Regions from separate parts of the Mus musculus genome. Here region 1 is linked to region 2. The links are chromatin contacts, called in public HiChIP or PLAC-seq maps. All regions are on one chromosome and are shown on one strand. Each heading gives the region's core, a stretch centred on a gene start, on an enhancer-like site or on the middle of the called end of the contact. The rest is flanking DNA. Distances are from core to core; before and after follow the strand shown.

Evidence for each region. HiChIP or PLAC-seq counts read pairs in DNA pulled down with a chosen protein or histone mark.
Region 1: an H3K27ac HiChIP or PLAC-seq map of embryonic stem cells shows a contact between it and region 2, with 11 read pairs. The contact joins two enhancer-like sites. A contact is called at or near these places in 1 of 484 Hi-C or Micro-C datasets (embryonic stem cells), 5 of 115 datasets of contacts at active chromatin or transcription factors (embryonic stem cells and stem cell-derived neural progenitor cells) and 1 of 9 other capture datasets (embryonic stem cells).

The regions. Positions count from the first base shown.
Region 1 is chr16:9,352,168-9,356,267 of GRCm38.p6, reverse strand. No RefSeq gene overlaps it. Among named protein-coding and RNA genes, the nearest start is that of Gm41418, 74 kb to the right of the region's middle. Within about 2 kb of position 2,302, at least 10 of the 459 cell types and tissues checked have an H3K27ac peak or open chromatin away from gene starts, as enhancers often do. A contact at or near this core is called in embryonic stem cells, where this site is marked.
Region 2 is chr16:9,070,145-9,073,677 of GRCm38.p6, reverse strand. No RefSeq gene overlaps it. Among named protein-coding and RNA genes, the nearest start is that of Gm30567, 17 kb to the right of the region's middle. Within about 2 kb of position 1,422, at least 4 of the 459 cell types and tissues checked have an H3K27ac peak or open chromatin away from gene starts, as enhancers often do. A contact at or near this core is called in embryonic stem cells, where this site is marked.

The sequences.
Region 1 (4,100 bases), core at 1,053-3,552, 280 kb before region 2:
CCAGCGGCTCTCCAGACATCCTCCAGGCCTTCAGCACTGGATAGGGACTGTTGAGACCTTCAGCCTCCTGGGGGTAAGTCAACCTGACACAATCTAACAAACCTCCTTTTAACTTTCTCTCTCCCCTCCCCCATCCTATTGGTTCTGTTTTGTTTTTGTTTTTGTTTTTGTTTGTTTTTCTTGTTTTTTTTTTTAAGAGAAATCTGACTAGCACAGGGATATATCTGAGAAGACATTCAAGGTAATGTGTTGGAAATCAAAAAATGCTTAATTTTGCTCTAGATTTGGGCTCTATGCATATGTGAACATCCAACCAAGCTGTAAGAGTTACAGTTTGTCTATTTGGGATGACAAAAATGTTTGGAAAATCAGACATAACAATTTTGTAACATTGTGATTGTAATTAATGCCCTTGAACTTCACATTTAGAGATGGTTAAAACAGCAGATTAGATCACATATATTCTGTAATAGCACAATAAGTAATTGCAAAACATAATTAATGTATGCCATGATGCATATTTACCATAGTAAAAAATGTTTTAACAAGAAAAGCTGTATCAGAGGTATGCCCTTGACTCTTTGTTATGCTTCTATATCTTAACAGAAAAGAAAAAGTTGGTGCCTAGAAGATATGGTCATGGTGTGCACCTTCCCTTAGTCTTTCTCGTCCACACACCCCCATCCTCAGTGTAAAATTGTCACTTTGAACACACAAGGCAGGGAGGTCCTTCCAGATTCTCCCTGTGTAAGGAAGCAGGGAGGACCTCCCAGATTCTCCCTGTGTAAGGAAGCAGGGAGGACCTCCCAGATTCTCTCTCTGTAAGGAAGCAGGGAGGACCTCCCAGATTCTCCCTCTGTAAGGAAGCAGGGAGGACCTCCCAGATTCTCCCTGTGTAAGGAAGCAGGGAGGACCTCCCAGATTCTCTCTCTGTAAGGAAGCAGGGAGGACCTCCCAGATTCTCCCTCTGTAAGGAAGCAGGGAGGACCTCCCAGATTCTCTCTCTGTAAGGAAGCAGGGAGGACCTCCCAGATTCTCCCTGTGTAAGGAAGCAGGGAGGACCTCCCAGATTCTCCCTGTGTAAGGAAGCAGGGAGGACCTCCCAGATTCTCCCTGTGTAAGGAAGCAGGGAGGACCTCCCAGATTCTCTCTCTGTAAGGAAGCAGGGAGGACCTCCCAGATTCTCCCTGTGTAAGGAAGCAGGGAGGACCTCCCAGATTCTCCCTGTGTAAGGAAGCAGGGAGGACCTCCCAGATTCTCCCTCTGTAACTGTTCTTCTGGATTCCTTCCCTCTTGTGCAGTTTAGCCAGTGAATCATCCCTGATGGTCTGGATGGAGGCCGGAGGAGCTGCATGTGAATGAACACATCATAGAACCCAGGGAATTGACAATGTGATGCCAAGACCTGCCTTTTCAACATGCAGCCCCTCCCCCCCACCGACTGCCTGGAGATGTTTATTAGAAGGGCATAATTAACGTGGCAGGTGCCTTTGTTACATTCAAATAATAACAGCGCAGAACACAGGCTTATAATTAGTTGGGCTTTTTTGGGGCTCCAGTGGTGCTGCTGCTGATACTAAGCACAGAACATGACACCTTATTGTGCACTCAGTATGGGGGTGATTCATGTTCAGCTGGTGAGGATGCAGGCTTTTGGGAGTGTTGAAAGTAGACAAATTTAAATAAAAACCAGGAATGACTATGAACTCCCAAGGTCACACAAGTGGGGAGCAGGGCTTGGTTGGGTGTATCTGACTGCACATTGCTCCCGAATGCTTCATTTCCTTAAGTGCCTCCCACTAGAAGAGAGAGCTGCATGTGCGAAGGTCCCGTGGTTTAAGGAAGAATACAAAGCCAAGCTGTAAAGGACAGAGGATGAATCTGGACCCTCGATGGAGGAAAGTGTTTCAAGACAACCACAGTGATCTTGTACAGTTTTGATGAACCTATTCCCCTGTGGAATAGGTTCAATGGAAAATGATGGGGAAGAAACAGCGCAGACTTGAGAGAACAGTTATATCATAGAGGAGATAGGACATAGCAACAGAGAACTCTAGTCCTTCTCATCCTAATCCTCCCCCCCACCTCACCCCCCCCAAGAAAAACCAAGCTGTGGTATGTGTTAATGCTGCTCACAATAACAAGGCAGCTGTCTATCTGAACAGACACCAGCTTGGGAAAGGCCAAAAGGTAGCATTACAATAAGCAACCTCCAATGACAGAAACTCCCTAGCCCCAGAATGTGCTGTGTCTGTGTAGGAGGACACCATGCAGTTTCCTATAGCCCCGGAGAGATTCGAGGCAAGAATGAAAGTGAAGCCCAGGATGAGTGGGGGTGTTCACTGCTCAGTGCCTCCATGCCCTTTCATTTGCCCCTTCCCCGACCTCGAAAGCAAGTAAACTGGGTGGGAGGAGGGTGGAAATCTAAATGTCTTGACCAAGTGGTTGAGTGATCTTGACCTTGGCTTCCTCCCAATTGATTGGTCTCTGCTGTATCTCCACAGTAACAGATGAACACAATCTCAGAGCTTCTGTGGTCTCAAGGTGAGGTCAGTGGTCCCTGGATTAAATTTCATAATTCTCTGATGTTCTTTAATGTGGATAAACCATCTTATTCGTTCATCAATTTAAGCCCATATGACTCTAAATAAGACTTAGGTCCAAATACCTAGCCTACATGCAAGGCTCCAAGGAAGGTGGCCTGAATCGTGTGACCAAACCCATCCATCCCCATAAAAGGTCTTTTCCTTTCTTTCTTTCTCTCTCTCTCTCTCTCTCTCTCTCTCTCTCTTTCTTTCTTTCTTTTTTCTTTTTCTTCTTTTTTTCTGCTGTTGTTTGAGAATTTTATTTCAACATATAAGGTGCTTTAATCAAATCCAGTCCCATTCCCTCCCCTCCAGTTCCTCTACCCCCACAGTACTTTTTGAGAGTACTGATTGAATTTACATTACAGGTGAATCTGTGGGTCAAAGCTGGGAAGATGGCTCAGTGCTTAGCAGCATATTTTGCTCTTGGAGTGGACCAGAGTTTAGTTGCCAGTACCCACATCAGGCAACTCACAACCATCTGTAGTTCCAATTCCAGAGGATATTACAACTCCTCTGGCTTCACAAGCATTGCGCTCATACAAAGCTAAATTCACATAGACATGTCATCATTTAGAACAAAATAAAAATAAATTTAAAAAGACATGGATCAGAGACGTCTACTTACTTGCCAGAGGAACACAGCTGGCAAGTACAGATTTGAGGTAGCACTGTTCACTCTGTCCAGGAAGAGATGGGACACAGGACATGTGGCATAGGACCCAGGCTACCAAGCTGGCTTATCCATATTGAACAGCGGAAGATTAAGAACTTTGTCATTCTTGTCTCTGTAATTCTCTACTCAATCTGCTTACTATGCAGAATGAGAACCCAGCTGCTTCTCTCTGCACCGTGCTGTGGCTTTAATAATTAACATTAATTGTCAACTGGACAAGACCGACAGTCACTTGGGAGACAAGCTCCCAGACGTACCTGCAAGGGATTATCTAGATCAGCATGAGGAGGGAAAACTCACCTTGACCGTGGGTGGTAGCATTTCATGTCTGTTCTCTCCAACTGAATGAAAATGAGAAATTCGGCTGATCTCTAACACTCATTTCTGTGTTTTCTGCCTCAACACCTTGTGAATTAACACTGCGGTGGACTCCTTCTTTCCTTAGGTTGTTTTTGTCACAGCAGCCACAACAAAAAGAAATGAGTACAGTGGCCCCCAAACTCCTTGCCTTTAAAATGTAATGATGGCCTCCCTACTGGTCAATCTGCTTCCATCTTTGCCTCCTCCCAACACACACACACAAATACACACACACACACACACACACACACACACACACACACACACATACACACACACACACCAGAACGGTGCTGAGGAGAACTCTGTTCACAGTACTGGTGTTCTCATCCAGGGGAAATCCCAAGTCCCCAACAGCACATGGAGTGAGGCAGCTGCCCAAGCCCAGTTCCTTCCAGCATCATCTTCACGGTCGTCTCTGCACCTTCTCTCTCCAGCTCCATCACCAGATGGTAGAGCCCATCCCTGAGCATCTTATA
Region 2 (3,533 bases), core at 173-2,672:
TTACACATAAGTTGTGTAAAGGGGTTCCATAATCTGTCCAGGGCTGTACCCCCTGGTCTCGGCATCATTCTACGCGGATGAGGGGCAACAATCTGGTCAGGCATTTGAGAAAAGAGTGACAATGTAAAAACCAGAGTTTTAAAACATTTCCTGGTGTTCCCTTCCTCTGGTAAGGTTTAATAATAGGGCTTTCATCACTGGGATGAAGCACTTGTAATAATAGGGCTTTCATCACTGGGATGAAGCACTTGGGAAAAGGAGTTGTTGGGACTCACAGTTTAGAGGACTCAGCCTGACGTCATCTGGATCCATTGCTATGAGTCTGACCTAAGGCAGAATGCCACAGTGGAAAGGTGGGGCTGAACAGTCTGCTCACCTCATAGAGACCAGGACACAGAGAGAGAGCACTTGTGATGACAGAGGGCTTCCTCTTTTATCTACATTGATGCCATCTAGGCCTCAGCCTGTAGAACAATGCTGTCCATATTTAGAGCACCCTCACAGATACACAGAAAGGCATTGCCTAGGTGCCTCTCAATGCAATCAAGCTGACAATCAGTGTTAACTGCCACAGAGAAGCTTCACTCAATAAAATATTTGCCTTACTTACATAAAGACAAGAATGTTAGAGCTCATGTGGAATCCAATGGTCCCAGCACTGGAGATGTGCAGATCCTCGGGGTGCACTAGCCAGCCTAGTAGACAAGTTCCAGGTCGGTGGGAGACCCTGTCTCAAAACAACAAAGATGGACAATGCCCGGGAATGACAGCCTAGGTTGCCCACATGCACATTTGCATAACCACACACATGCACACGTGCGCGCGCACACACACACCTGTATACACATATGCAGATACCCAGGTATATGTTCTGCTTAAGTTAGCCTTAACCAATCTAAGCTGAGTCAAACTAAAATTAGTCGAGTTGAAGTGAGTTGAGCAGAACCAAGTTGGGGCAGGTGTCTCTCAGGACTGAAATGCTTGGAAAAGTGTGGACTTGTGCCCAATGGATTGGAGATGGAAAAGGCACAAAGTTAAGGACCCACAGCCTGATGCATCAGTCAAAAGCAAGAATCTGAAAAAAAATTAAAAAAAAAAAAAAGCAAGAATCTGGGAATTAGACATGTTGTTTTGTAAGACTCTGGGGAGCCTTAGCTTACCAGGGGACCCACCCCCACCCCCACCCCCCAGTGAACCACGTGGAGCCAGGATCGATGCAAAAAGCAAGAGGAATTTGTTCCAGTGCACTGGGGTGGTGCGAGACCGGAAGGAGAGGCAGTGACCACCAGCACCTGTTTGGCGAGTTTTTATATGGTTTCCAGGGGCAGAACAGAGCATCAGCAACTAGGCACAATATGATTGGTGGAACAGTGCACCCTTTAACTGATTGGTCTTTAGGGAATGAGGTGACAAGGACTTCCCTTGTCTGAAAGTGAGCAATGGTCAGTCCTGTGGAATGTGTCCCCACCCGCAGGTCGGCTCCCACCCTGTGGTCTGAGAAATGCTAATTAGCCTCTCCCTTCATGACCTTCCCAAAGTTCCTGAGCTGATTTTTTCAGTTTCTCCCCCTTCACTTTGCAACGTCTGTGTAACTTAGGGCAAGTTATTTAACCTCTAAGAATCTCGGTGGCCTGGTCTGCAAATGAAGGGTGATATGATAGTCACAGCAACTGTCATGAAATCACCGGAATTGATATTTGAAAGTGTCAGGAATGATGCCAGCACCACTCCTCTCTGTTACTATCCATCAACAGGTGACAAAGGAGAAAGAGGGACTTGCCACCGTGACACTGAGGGCTGCCAACACATGCCTGAATCCTGCTTGTGCTGTCCCAGCTGACTTTCAATGATTCTTGAATTTCTGTTCAGGCTGCTGGTGTTTTTGCTTTTACGTCCCAGTGTCTGGAAGGAACAGATGCACAAGCTCATGAATAAGAGGACAAATGCTTTGTTGCCACACAGCAGACTGAGCCATTACACATACATGTGCCTTACATATGCGTAGTGTGCATCCGATACATTCTGTTTTCATATCTGTTTGGTGCTGTCATTACACTGGTGTACAGAGGAGCAACCCAAAGTGCACTTCATTTTCCTAAATGGCTGAGCACAGATCCAGCCTTGCAGAGCCTCTGTCCTCCACTGCCTGACCTTCTTGAAATACATACATGGTCTCACTTAACAGACTAGGCTGAGACCAAATATACATCGCTTTAAGGCACGTTGAGCTGGTCTCCATATTTGTGGTTCTCTTCCTTGCATGGCACACTCCACAAACTGGCCTGATGCTCCCTAGTCAGCTCCCAGAGGCCTCTGGGACAATACATAGGCTCTGCTCACAATCTTCTGGGGGTTATACAGGGGCCAGCCTTGAGCAGTGATCTCTCTACACTAGGGAAAAAAAGCTCACCTCACTGACAGCTTTTGAACACCCAAGCGTACCCAAATGTGTGTAGGTATATGTGTATGAAGGTGCATGTAGAGATGTGTATGCACACATGTAGAGGTCAAAGGACAGCCTCAGCTGTCATTCATTATTCATTGTCCAGCTTGATTTTTGAGACAGTGTTTCTCATTGGTCTGGAACTTGCCAGTTTCGCACAGCCAAACATCTGCCCATCTTAGCCCTCTGAGCACTTCTCAGAACTAGGATTGCAAGTACGTACCACCCCAACCCAGCTGTTTGGTGTTTTGGGGGGGTAGTTTTGGTTGTTAGGGTTTTATTTTTGTTTTGTTTTTGTTTTTGCTTTTTTTTCTTTAATGTGGATTCTGGGTATCAAACTCAGGTCCTCGTACTTGCTAGACAAGCACTTTGCAGACTAGACTATCTCCCCAGCCCCGATAGTTTATGAGTTATGACTTGCTGCAGTGTGCTGCAGATCTACCAGAAGCCGAGCATCCTTAGCATGGGTAAGCTGTAGCCACTGTCTCTCACAGCAGCTGCCTGCCATCCTGCGTCTCCATCCTTTCCCTTGCTGCTGAAGGCCTTTTCTTGTCGCTGCTAGAGAGATTGACAGGAACCCAGAATGTGTTCACCTGACAACACGAAAGCCAGTCAGAACTGGGCACACCCTGAGTGTTACCCAAGCACTAAAGTCTTCAAGTGTTGGCCCTAGACCAGTGGTTCTCAGTCTTCCTAGTGCTGCAGGGCTTTAATATAGTCCTCATGTCTATATGGTTGGTGATCTCCAACCATAAAATTATTTTTGTTGCTACTTCATAACTGTAATTTTGCTACTGTTATGAATGGTGTTGTAAATATTTTGAGGGATAGAGGTTTGTCAAAGGGATCTCAACTCACGGGTTGAAAACCACTGACCTAGTCTATGCAGACACACATTGGAGTGTGGGAAGCCGCCCCCACATTCGCCGTTACAAGATGGCGCTGACAGCTGTGTTCTAAGTGGTAAACAAATAATCTGCGCATGTGCCAAAGGTAGTTCTCCACCCCATGTACTCTGCCTTCCCCGTGACTACAACTCGGCCATGGGCTGCAGCCAATCAGGGAGTGATACGTCCTAGGCGAAGGATAA